Linked DNA regions of Rattus norvegicus: region 1 is linked to region 2. A link is a contact called in public Hi-C data. All regions are on one chromosome and are shown on one strand. The core of a region is the stretch at or near the end of the contact, and the rest is flanking DNA. Distances in the headings are between cores, read along the strand shown. Region 1 overlaps Nalf1 (NALCN channel auxiliary factor 1). Region 2 holds the start of Nalf1 (NALCN channel auxiliary factor 1).

Region 1 (5,985 bases), core at 1,171-3,670, 500 kb after region 2:
GTTTTTGTTTGTTCATGTGTTTTGTTTGACTTTTCAAGTCACCTTTCGCAAAATTATGAAATTGCCTTTTCTCCCAGGCAAATCTTTTTTGGTTAATGCTAGAACATTCTAGCAAATGTCCTCGGTGCTGGTGCTGCCTCTTTTCTCTCAAATATGTTTGCACGGGGAAAAGATAAATTCCTTCATTATATAAAACCATTCCTCTGCCTTAATCTCTCACGTTATGATAAAATATTTCTTCTCTGTGTTATGTTCCCTCCACTGATTCTCACCAGAAGCCTGGGAACTGAAATGTATTTCTCAGATGGGAGCTTTCTATGGCGTGTCCAAACATTCAGGCCTGTCGAAAACCGAAGGGCAGGGAAGCTGGCTGCTCGTGTGGCAGCTCACCACGGTGTGGGGAGCTCTCTTCTGCCTGCAGTCTGGTGATGAGAAAAGCCTGCTTCCGGCCACTGCTTAGGCAGAAACAAAACATCTGCAACGGAAATATGACCCAGTGAGAATAAAAATGGGTCCACCTCAGCTGGGTTGTGGCCAGGGGAAGGATGCAAAGGATACCCCCATGTCACAAAATGCTTCACTAAATGTCACCCCATGGTCTGTGGGTGGAGAGGGGACATATATGGTTATAACTTGACACTGAGACTTACAGATCCGAAGGAATATAAAAGCTGCCTGAGGGTATAGCTCAGTTGGTAACATGCTTGCCTAACATGCACAAGGCCCTGGGTTCTATCCCCGGCACAGCACAACTGGGTATGCTGCCATGCTGCAAGTCCAGAGACATGGAGACGAGGGGATCATCCTTGATAATACAGTGATTTCAAGGCCAGCCTGACATTCTGTCTTAAGTTTAAAAAAAAAAAAAAAAAGAGGTTGACAGCCAGTTGAGCAGGACTGGAAACAGATCGTACAGTGGTGACTATGGGATACCTGGGGTGTTTTAGCATGTGTAGGAATAGTTCTTCAAGTAAAACAAACCACTGTAGTCTTTAGAGTCCCAGAAATATGTAATGAGGGCTTTCTTTAGCATGCGGTTTTATCCTTAGCCAGTATATACAAACATGTCCACTTGCTTCTAACACCTAGCAAAGGGACCTAAGCCAGAAATCACAAAGTGGCTCGAATAGGGCACTCAGACACCACCGCTCCACTGACACCATAAATGCTGTACCCGTGTCAGATTTTGTCACACTTGGTTAGGTTGGTCAAAAAGCATCTACCACCAAAGCTTTACCCCAAAGCCCAGTTCAGACATCACTTCTCCTTTTCTTCTTCTGAAACTAATGTTTCTGTCCCTTTGTCTGTGGCACTAGCTGGTCTACCCGGACACCTACCACCCTGGGAACCCACGTCCTACCTGGACTTCCCAGCTGAAAGACAAGGTTTCTCAGCAGTCTCCTTAGTCATTGTTATGTTAGGAGTCACCCAAAACCCCACGCAAACAGGCATAAGGTGACCAGAATGATGGTGGATCATTATTGACTACTAGAAAAGCTACTTGTATCATCTATATTTATTAATGGACCTCATATTCATTTTTTGCCACCTTTAGAGACTTTCTATTCAAAGAATAAAACTTAAATCTTTATGAAACTGACAAGAGATTGTAAGATAACCCCAGAACAAACGATCAGCTTATAATAAATGATGGATGAGGTATGTGAGGCAAGTCGTTTACAGCTGTCTGAAAACCCTGTTGTGGGCCGTATGCTTTTGAAAGCATTTTCTGACCAAGCACAGCATAACCATTTAAGACAAAAGTTGGGAAATCTACATATTTGGGCTTCAAGTTCTGAAAATTCCCATTTACGTACATACATACTAGTCTTGAGAAAGACGTGATCAGTCAATATATTCTAAATGTATGCTGAGAATCGGGGCTGAAAAAAAAATAGTAACCCGCTTGGGAAAAATACGTAAGTTTGTTAATTACTTTTCATTTTCATTCTGTTTTATGTTTTCTTCATGCACATTTATTGCTAAGCCGTCTGCTTTTCAAGGTAGTATGTGATGGATGAAATGTTAACTTAATAGGACTATTTACCCCTGGAAACGAGCAGAATCTCGTTCCTAAAGACCTGGAAAGAAACTGAATTTCACTGATCTATGCTGCTTTGTGCTTTGTTTAAATTCAGACTTAGTTTATTTCACATTGCGGGGCGGGGGTGAATCGTCAATGCCTACTTCTCCCATAATCACACAGAGAAAGATCAGTGAAATCCACACGCCCTTAAAGCTCATCAATGCTTAGCAAAGACAGATTGCACTGGGTCAAAGGTCAACTGCTGGACACTGGTGGAGGGACCATTCTTCTAATCAAACGGAGCAGGTTACGTCTGATCTGTACTGAGTGTTTTCCGTTTTCGGTGAGGTTTTCAGTGCAGTCCCTGTGAGTCACGGATGCAAACACCCATTTCATGTTGCTGTGTGCAGTGAGGAAAGCAAGCTGCAACCAGCCCACGTGCTTTTTGCACCCTTGCAGGAGTCCTTGCAAAGCGCTTCGCGCGCGCCATCTAGTGCCCAATCGAGGTACGAGAGGTGGGAAAACTAGGGAAGCAACTGGATCTCCCTGGCCACTGCACTGAATTACATTATCCTCTGGGGGCGCGGTGGAGGGGGGGTGATTTGTTTTATATATCACTGGATCCTGAAAACCTTCGAATCTGCTGAGGTCCACCGTTTTCCAACAGTGCTTTATATTAAATACCTTTTCCATTCTCCATAGGCAGGTACTCATTAGCAGCATTCTTAACGCGTGGCGCTGTAAACAACACTACCCCAGAGTTGTCTATGACCCATGAAGCATGCTCTCCCAGCCCAGCCGCATCCTTACAAGAGACCTGTGTAGCATTCCCTCCACATCTCTGATTCTTCTCTCTTTGCTTTTCAGATTGTCTACAAAGCCTGGCTCTGCTCCCAGTATTTTGAAGTCACACAGTTTAACTGCAGAAAGACCATTCCTTGCAAGCAATATTGTTTGGAGGTGCAGACGAGGTGTCCGTTCATATTGCCCGACAATGACGAAGTCATTTACGGAGGCCTCTCCAGCTTCATCTGCACAGGTACAGGTTGGGTGGGGCCCTCCTTTGATCTCCATCGATTTGTTGTTTCCTTCGGTTCCCCTAGCCTTGAGACTGCACAAAGGTATTTTTATGTGGCCTCCTGAGATCTGAAAATCCCCTCAAACTGGTTTAAACAAGGGCCGATGTCGCCACCACAGAGCTGTGCTGCAACTGAGGCTCTCTGTGAATGTGTCCTGAGGATAGTTGCAGGGGAAAGGGGGAAATATTAACAACTCCTGTGTATCTTGTGATAAATGTTTTCACTTTATCCAATCAGTATGAAGACAAAAAGAAATGTCAGCCTGGGTCACAAAGGGCACATTGGTGCATAAGGGGCCAGGACAGGTGATTTTTATGTTTTTTGATAACAAATCTCCCTTTTTGGTAAAGAACTGAGACAGGCAGGATGTCAACAGCAGCTCTGGTGTCCAGAAATCCATGAGCGCTATGTAAGTTTAGGCAGATAGAGAATACAGGGTCAAAGCTAAGAACAGACTCACCTGACAGGCCATCAGTGGGGAGAGCACCTTTACAGCACTCTGCTGATGCTCTGGAATTCACAGGGGGAGGGAAGACCCAAATTTTAAAATCAATTTACTCGATTTATAGCATGCTTAACTATTGAATTTTAAACATAAAAATAAGTCTGGGGAAACAAGAAAATTCTCTGTGTATATTGGGCTTTTAAAAGCTCCACTAATAATCTCAGGGTCATGGGTTCGAGCCCCACGTTAGGCGCAAGTGGTTTTGGTAACAATCCAATCTTATATCATTACAGCATAATGTGTCACTATAAAAGCTCCACTAAATGCTGGCTGACCAATTCAGTCAGCCATGTGACTGAATGCATCGGCTGTAAGTCCTGAATTCCAGAGTTCAGTGTCTGGGCCAGAACCCAGTTGTCCATGCTGTCTTCTGACCTCTACATGCATGCTGTGGTACATTCATACACACATACAAAATAAATAAAGATAAATGAATATAATAAAAAGGTAAGGGTCTAGAGAGATAGTTCAGCAGTTAAGAACACTTGTTTATGCAGAGGACCATGGGTTGTTTCCCAGCACACACATGGTGGCTCACAACTATCTATAACTCTGCTCCCGGGGAATCCAATGCCTGCTTCTGACCTCTGCTGTACAAGGTGTGCATGGGTGCACAGAAATACATGCAGACAAAACACCATATACCATAAATAGATAAAATAAGGACAAGTTGAAATGTTCACTGTGACTGTGTATCCAGTGGTTATCGCTCATTGTAACAATGTATCGAGTGGTGTACAGGCCCTCACTGTTCAGTGTAACAAACTATCAAGATATAGTGAGTGCCCTGAGAGCCAGCCCTGAGGAACAGCAGGGCATTACTCCTATCACACAACCTGGCTTTTCACTGGTGAATCATAGGAACTGTCGCCAGCCCAGGACACCATACATGCTGTAAGGATATAGATGAGGGAAAAGTACAGGGTTGGCAAGAGGAGAGAGCAGGGTCAGGGGCAGGGGGAAGGGGCTGGCTGGGATGAAGAAGAGGAGAGAGCTGGGTACAGGGAGAGGGATTGGGATAAAGAAGGAGAGGAGAGTGTGAAAGAAGGGGAAAGAGGAATATGAAGGGTAGAATTAAGAAGGGATAGCAAGAAGAGGAAGAAGAGAGAAGAGAGCAAAAGAAGAAGGGGAAGGAAGGATTCAAGGGGAAAGGAGGTGCTAAGTAAAGAAAGAGAAGGAAACATTCTCAGAAGGATGAATGAAAAAGAAAAAAATATTATTTCACCAGAAATTATGTTGACCTTCCCATAGATGTTTCCATAACTGACTGTAAAAAAATGAAAGCATGCGTCTAAAAGTCTAAACTTCAAGGGAACTGTGCAGCATGCCCCCATGGCATGTGGTTCTTCCAGACTGGTCAGCAGGGCCCCCACCAAGAACCCAGAAGACAAAAGCCCTAAGGAAGATTTGCAGTTCATGACCTTCATCATCGTTTAGCGTCTACCTGTGTTTGCAGAGTTCTTCTCTCTAGATGCTTTCAAGGCTACTGGGACACAAAGGGCTAGCACAAGTGTCTTCTGCACCCAAAGGCTTATGGGCAACTTGGATTTTAGCTGTTATAGGTTTTGTAAAATCTGCGTGTGTGTAGTTATAGTGACATCTCTAAGGAAAGGTGACAGAAAGAGAAATCTGTCACTTGCCCAGAAGACAATGCCAGCTCCATGAGGACTTCAGAGTCACCTGGTGCCTGTCTGTGGATGGCTTTCTGTGGGCTTTGTGACCCTTATGCTACTAAGCTCAGAGCTCTAAAGTTGGATTTTTGTGAACTTACACAGCAGGAAGAGTCATGGCTCTCTTCTGGGGTGGGACAAGGCTTTGGGGAAGACTGTGTCCAGGCTGTCATCCGTACCCGAGGTTGCAGAGTTCAAATTGAGTTGCATAGCAGGAGCTTTGCTGAATTGATTTGCTCACCTTGCTATCTGGCAGTGTGACTGAGAGTTCTAGACACTACCAAAAACAGACTGCATCTCAGGAAAAGCAAGAAACCTAGACCGCTACAGAAGCTCAATGAGCCCAGGCTGGACTTCCTTCTGGAAGAGCAGCCTGCTGGAACTCTTCCCAAGACAGCTCAAATGCTTGCCGAACCCCCATGCTGACAAGGACATAGAGCCACATGCCACCTTGGAGTGAATGTGAGTCAGTCAGATTCCTCTATATGCTGTGAGAGAAAGGTTTTCTAAACTCAGAAGAGAACAAGCTCAACAGAGAGGTGATGCATGACCTCCTTCCTGTGGCCGAAGGTTTGTCATGGCCACCTGGATGGTCCCTCACAGCAGACATACAGGAAGACATATAGCACAGGGCCCAGGACAAGCATTAAACAAGCCTGTCTATAAAATGAATCTACCATCCAAGTTGGTCAGAACTTTTGCTCC
Region 2 (6,468 bases), core at 1,447-3,946:
GCAACATGGTAGGAGTGGGGCGTATGGGAAAGAACGCTTATCACCCAATAAATGTAGTTGTGGAGTCTATGATCAACATTAGGATATACAAGTTAGTAAATATCACAGAACAGAGGCCTTTCAACATAAGATAATCAGGACACAGGGGTGGAGAGAGCAAACAGGGATCAGAGATGCCTTTGCAATCACTTGGACCGTTTTTGACATGTTGCATCAGGCTGGTAGGGCCCTCCATGCCCAAATGACTCCCCCTGGTTCACGTATGGAATATCTTCAAGTACAGGCACATGCTACTGTGCCTGGCTCCGTTATAACTTTTACTTTCCATTCATTTATGTTTATTTCTCTAACACACATGCCATTCTAGTATAAAATGATTGAGGGTATATATAATACCCTGAATCTATCTATCTATCTATCTATCTATCTATCTATCTATCTATCTATCTATCTCTCTATCTACAGTGTGATATGGCTTAGGAGCACAATACACAAATACAGAGCACTTCCGGATGGACTGGCTATCATTTGATATTTTATTGAAATTACGTTTGGAGAAAAATTCCGGCATGAATCAGAAATTCAACAAAATGAAACCCAAAGTACTAGAATGTACTTAAATGACCCACTAAACCCCCAACTGGCATTTCCACATAAACCAGTTGTCAAACTGGACTCAGTTCCTAGAGGCCATTACATACAGTTTTTATGTATGCATATACAGAATCTAATTTAAACATGCAAAATTTGTAAAAATGAAAGGAATGAGCCCAACTTCCCGTCTGAAATTCTCCAATCCTTCTGTGTTCCCAGCACACACAGTTCCTCTGGTAGGAAAACAAATTCTGTTGAGCCTTCCTTTGGGTTTCTTAGGGTTCTTGTTTAAGATTCAGGGTATCTGGTAAGGCTCTTTCCAATGTACATTGGCTTGGGGATACAGGGGAAAGAGCGACATGGTGGTTGCTAAGTGTGCTTGGCATCCTCTGGTCTGGTGCTCTGGGCTCAGGTGGGGACCTAGGCGGGTGTGGAAGACCTACCCAGATCTCAGAAGACTGATGTTTGCCCCTGGCATCCCCACCCTGTCCGCCCCCACCCTGTCCACCGGAAATCAGGGGACCCCAGGTTTTCCCGGCGTGTGTCTGCTTTTTTCTTCTTGGAACTCCTAGAACCAACACTAAGGGGCACCAGAGCCTTGGACTGTAGCGCCAGTCTGGAGGGCGCTGCGGAAGTCCCGGTGCAGAGGCGCCCACCCGGCGGGGCTGGGCAGAAACAGTGAGAGGATGCCTCAGGGTCTAGGGGTCCTCTGCAGGAATCCTCCGAGATTTGGGCCCCCAAGCTCAATGCCGGTGGGGTGCACCGCAGTGCTGGTTCTTTCCCCCGGGCTGTGGAGACCTTTGGTTGTCGCTTACTTTGGAGGAGAAGACATGGTCAGACATGGAGTATAGTGTGGTCCTAGCTGCAGCTCACACACACATACACAGTGCCGAGAAAGCAGCACCATGCAGGTAGACACACAGACGCTCATACCCCGCATCCTTTCTGACCCATAAAACCGATTTAGGACAAAACCCGAATGCAGTGTAGCTCTCTAGAGACCCAAAGAGCATTCAGACTGAGTCTGCAAAGTCACCTCGCCCCTCCTCTAATCAGCCTCCGCTTGCAGAAGATTGTCAAGCGAGGGGACTGATACCCAGTCCCTGGTCCCCAACAGGGACCTCTTAGCCGCCCTCCGGTGTCTGGTACTTGTCCCTTGGACAGAGGGTTGGAGAAGCTGGAGACCCAGGACAGCAGCATTGGCCACTCGACCCACGTCCTGACTCCTAAATAAAAAGTGGGGAGGGATCGTAAACCCTAGGCAAAAGCCTAGGTGCCCAGGGCCCCGGAGGGGGCGGCGGTCAGCGGGACCCCAAGCCGCCACCCAGCGCGTCTTCGTCCTCCTCCCGGGGCTGAACCGCTGTCACTGCACCAGGATGGAGAGACCTCGGGGCGGGAGGAGATGACGCAAAATCCAGCGCTCCCCCCCAAAAAAGTGTGCCTCCAGGACGAAGATGGCGGCAACTTAGCCCGGGGGACTGAAGATGACTGTGGCCTCCGGAGGCCCAGAGCAGGCGACTCGGCCCCCGGCGGCGCCCGCGGGCAGACCTGCAGCGGCCGCGGCAACAGTCGGAGCGCGGGGTGGGGGGTGGGGGGGAGGGACAGCCCCGCCGGCGGCCGCCCAAGCTCGGGGCGCGGGGAGAGCCAGCGCGAAGTAGGCGCGGGAGGCGGAGGAGAAGCCAGCGACGGAGAGGAAGGAGGAGGAAGAGGAGGAGAAGAGGAGGAGGAGAGGAGGAGGGGAGGCGCTCCGGTCGCCGTCAGTGGGCAGCAGAGACGCGGCATGCCCCTGGCAGGGGAGAGCGGGCTGTCCTCAGCTGGGCCATGGGGACCCGCGCGCTGACAATGCCGGGGTGATAGGAGCAGCGCCAGCCACCCCGCCACCTCCACCACCATCACCTCCCGCACTCAGCCTCCCCACCGGCCAGCACAGCACCAGCCTCCGCGTCTCTCTCTCTCTCTCTCTCTCTCTCTCTCTCTCTCTCTCTCTCTCTTATTGTCTCCCACTCTTCAGGGGATGGGGTCGGCTGATGATTAGGTCGGAAGCAAGATCTTCCTCTAAAGTATGGTAATATTTATGTAGGCAGAGAGAGAGAGAGAGAGAGAGAGAGAGAGAGAGAGAGAGAGAGAGAGAGAGAAGAAACGGGAGGAGGGGATACGGAAATTAAACCCTTTAAGTCAATGCATATTGTGGTGACACCGGCACAGGAGCCCTCACGGTGGAGTCGGCCAGGGCTGTGCGTTCCCAAAATATGACCAGGGGTGCTTGGATGTGTCGGCAGTATGACGACGGCTTAAAAATCTGGTTGGCAGCACCCCGGGAGAACGAGAAACCGTTCATCGATTCAGAGCGGGCTCAGAAATGGCGACTGTCTCTGGCTTCTCTCTTGTTTTTCACAGTCCTGCTCTCTGATCACTTGTGGTTCTGCGCCGAGGCCAAGCTGACCCGGACCCGGGACAAAGAGCATCACCAACAGCAGCAGCAACAGCAGCAACAGCAGCAGCAGCAGCAGCAACAGCAGCAGCAACAGCAGCAGCGACAGCAGCAGCGGCAGCGACAGCAGCAGAGGCAGCGACAGCAGGAGCCCTCCTGGCCCGCGCTCCTGGCCAGCATGGGGGAGTCCTCGCCCGCCGCCCAGGCACACAGACTCCTCTCCGCCTCCTCGTCCCCCACCCTGCCCCCCTCCCCGGGAGGCGGCGGCGGCAGCAAGGGCAACCGAGGCAAGAACAACCGAAGCAGGGCTCTTTTTCTAGGAAACTCTGCCAAGCCGGTGTGGCGCCTAGAGACTTGTTACCCCCAGGGCGCCTCCTCCGGCCAGTGCTTCACGGTGGAGAGCGCGGACGCTGTGTGCGCCAGGAACTGGAGTCGGGGGGCGGCCGCGGGGGAGGAGCAGTCGTCCAGGGGCTCGCGGCCAACTCCGTTGTGGAACTTGTCGGATTTTTACCTTTCGTTTTGTAATTCCTACACACTTTGGGAGTTGTTCTCGGGGCTGTCCAGCCCCAGTACTTTGAACTGCAGTCTGGACGTGGTGCTCACGGAGGGCGGTGAGATGACCACGTGTAGACAGTGCATCGAGGCTTACCAGGACTACGACCACCACGCTCAGGAGAAGTACGAAGAGTTTGAAAGCGTGCTGCATAAGTACTTACAGTCGGATGAGTACTCGGTGAAGTCCTGTCCTGAGGACTGCAAGGTAGGCACAGTGGGTTCCTTTCCCCTCCGCTGCGGCTTCTTCATGACTGATTCGTTTATCTGGTTCCGGTTTTGTAAGTTTAGTCATTGTTTATCTGGCTATCAGAACTCGACTTTCTGAAAGATTTGGGACATTTGGTGGGTTGCTGCTGGGCTGCTGCCTTCTTTCCAGCGCCCTTGGCAATCAGGGAAAGTCCATCTTCCAAGATAACAAAGTCAAGTCTTGGCAGTTGGCTCATACTTTTACTGCTCGTTAGGAAAACAGAGAGGGGACCAACGCACGCAGGTAGCCAGAAAGGATCTTGTAGTGAATCTGCCCACATTATCTCTCCACTTCTAACATAACGAGGTTGGTTGGCCGGAGGAATCAGACAAAGTGTAGCTGTTGGTGTAGGGGGAAGACAGCCAAATGTACACATCTTATGGGCTAGCTCTTGTTCTTCAGTAAGTCTGAAGGCCTGTTCTCGTGAAGCTTCCCGTTTTCTCCTAGAAATCTGTGTAGTATTGGCCTGGGTGTCATCTGACTAGATGGTTGCAATTAGCTATCTATTAATGATTCTCAATGTTAAACTGGTAATCATACACCTTACGTAATTGCCTTTTATATTTTTTTGCATACTCTGAAGAAATAGTAAATGTCACATCTTTGATGCTACGAGTTAAAATTCGGGGAAACAATTAATTGTATTCTAGTCAACAAGGACTGTGGTGACCTTGTTGATTAGCAAAGGGGAAGTCTAAGCAAGTTTCTTGGAAATGGTGCATGCATCCCTTAGCTGCTGGCGGTGCCGCTGTCCGTGGTGCTGAAACGGGGCTTGTCCAAGAGAGGCCTAAAGATGAAGAAGCTGCAGTGACCTTTAGCTGGGAAGATATGAGGACAGGATCTCTGTAGGTGTGGGTGTTAGCTTTTCAAAGCAATTCACACACACACACACACACACACACACACACACACACACACACACAAGAAAATTGTATTGTTGTTTCAAAAGAAATTTGACAAATAACTTTTTCCTTTCCGACTTCCCCAACACCCAGCCTTCCAGAGGGCCTCCTACACTTGCTTTCTGTGGAGGAGGGGATCAAGGGTCATACAGATCAAAGGAGTGTGATGCTTAACGCGGATCTTATTTGAAGCCATAGAGCTCAACTACAAGCCACGCCTTACAGTTTATCTAAACTTAAGCTGGCCTTGCTTATGGGTTTTCTTTCTTTCCTTTTTTTTTTTTTTTTTTTTTTTTTTTAGATCAGAAACTTGGGCTGCAATTAAAAATAGTCTATCACATTGATGAAAATTTTATTTCAGTGGATAAGCCAACACTTATGATCTCTATATATGGTTTAAAAATTCCTGCAATTCATTCCTAGGAAGAAAAATCAACCCTAATGATAGAAACTAACAGCGAATGACTAATGCATATACTAAACTGATATTTATCCCGATAGGATTGTTGCATACAACATTAAGATAAGGAAATGATGGATAATTCTACTACTAGTAAAAAATATGGCATAGATTTCCAACACTTTACAGTTAGGAGCCATGATAAAAATTTGACTTTGCATGCTCCCTTGACTGTAAGCTCTCATTGACACGTCTCGTAATTTTAATTTGATTAACTCAGTATCTGAAAGAGAGTCTGTGCTGTCAGTGGAGTGGAGTCATTCCCTACCTCAGAGGAAGCGTCCAAATACATCAAGTGTTTCTCTTTCTCTTTATCCAAATCAATTCTCAACATGGACTCTATATCATCATAATGGAAACAGTGACTGTAAATATTTCATGATGCTATGGGGTACTCTAAGGTTATACTTACATTTTTGGATAAAGTAGAATTTGCTAACACTATAAATACTTAACTTTTAAAAACCATCTCTCTTTCCACTGAAAAGTAAACATAAATGCTTATATTTCTCGGTGCAGCAGAATTTATTACCTGTGATGCCCTGGTGTCTTGTATTCAATTCTTGGTGGTAGAGACATGGCAAATTACTTTTGCCAGTAGGATATAATAATCTCATAATAGATGGTTTTAAAAAAATATATGGATTTAAGTTGAAAGCATTAGCATAGTTGGTTTAAGGTAAGTGAACTAATGGTTATGCATAGAAAATGACATGTGTATATTTCCTGAGTTTAATGAATAATTTTCTCTGATTCTGAAAAAGCCATATATATACACTTTAATGCAAAGTATGAAAGATGCTTTAAAGTGATTGCTGATTTTGAAGATTATTACTGAATTTCTAAAAACTTTTTTTTATTTCAATGCAATTGCAATTGCACAATGACTACAGTCAGGATCTTTCCTCAAATTCATGCAAAAATCCCCCCTTTTGGCAGCTACAAAGCCAGAGAGAGGCTAGAAGAATAGGCTATCTAAAAGGGCTAGTTAGAAGTAAACATATTATGTCTCCAAGGTTACTAACGTCCTCATAAAATGCAGTTCAATGGTTCATAAATATATTTATTATAGATAAGATACATAACATCCCATTAGCAGTATAAATTACTGGTATTTACATTTTAGGAGAAACATGTAACTTTTTAACTGACTTGCAGCAATGACATCTAGCTTTTTGAAGTTAAGATATATTATTGAATTTAGTTTCATAGTCTCTTCCCCATTAGAAATGAACTCTATAAAATAAGAGAGGTTTAAACTAAAATCCGATGTAAATTT

What was found. Hi-C and Micro-C count contacts between places; a contact is called where the count stands out from the background.
Region 1: a contact with region 2 is called in a Hi-C map of prefrontal cortex, with 8 times the contacts expected there. The contact joins the enhancer-like site here to the promoter of Nalf1 in region 2. A contact is called at or near these places in 2 of 12 Hi-C or Micro-C datasets (frontal cortex and prefrontal cortex).

What each region holds. Positions count from the first base shown.
Region 1 is chr16:86,908,546-86,914,530 of GRCr8, forward strand. It overlaps Nalf1 (NALCN channel auxiliary factor 1), which reads left to right. Exons shown (of 3, transcript NM_001402488.1): 2 at 2,894-3,065. Among named protein-coding and RNA genes, the nearest start is that of Nalf1, 500 kb to the left of the region's middle. Within about 2 kb of position 2,421, at least 18 of the 93 cell types and tissues checked have an H3K27ac peak or open chromatin away from gene starts, as enhancers often do. A contact at or near this core is called in prefrontal cortex, where this site is marked.
Region 2 is chr16:86,412,844-86,419,311 of GRCr8, forward strand. Nalf1 (NALCN channel auxiliary factor 1) reads left to right here and starts at 2,697. Exons shown (of 3, transcript NM_001402488.1): 1 at 2,697-3,785. The coding sequence starts at 2,844.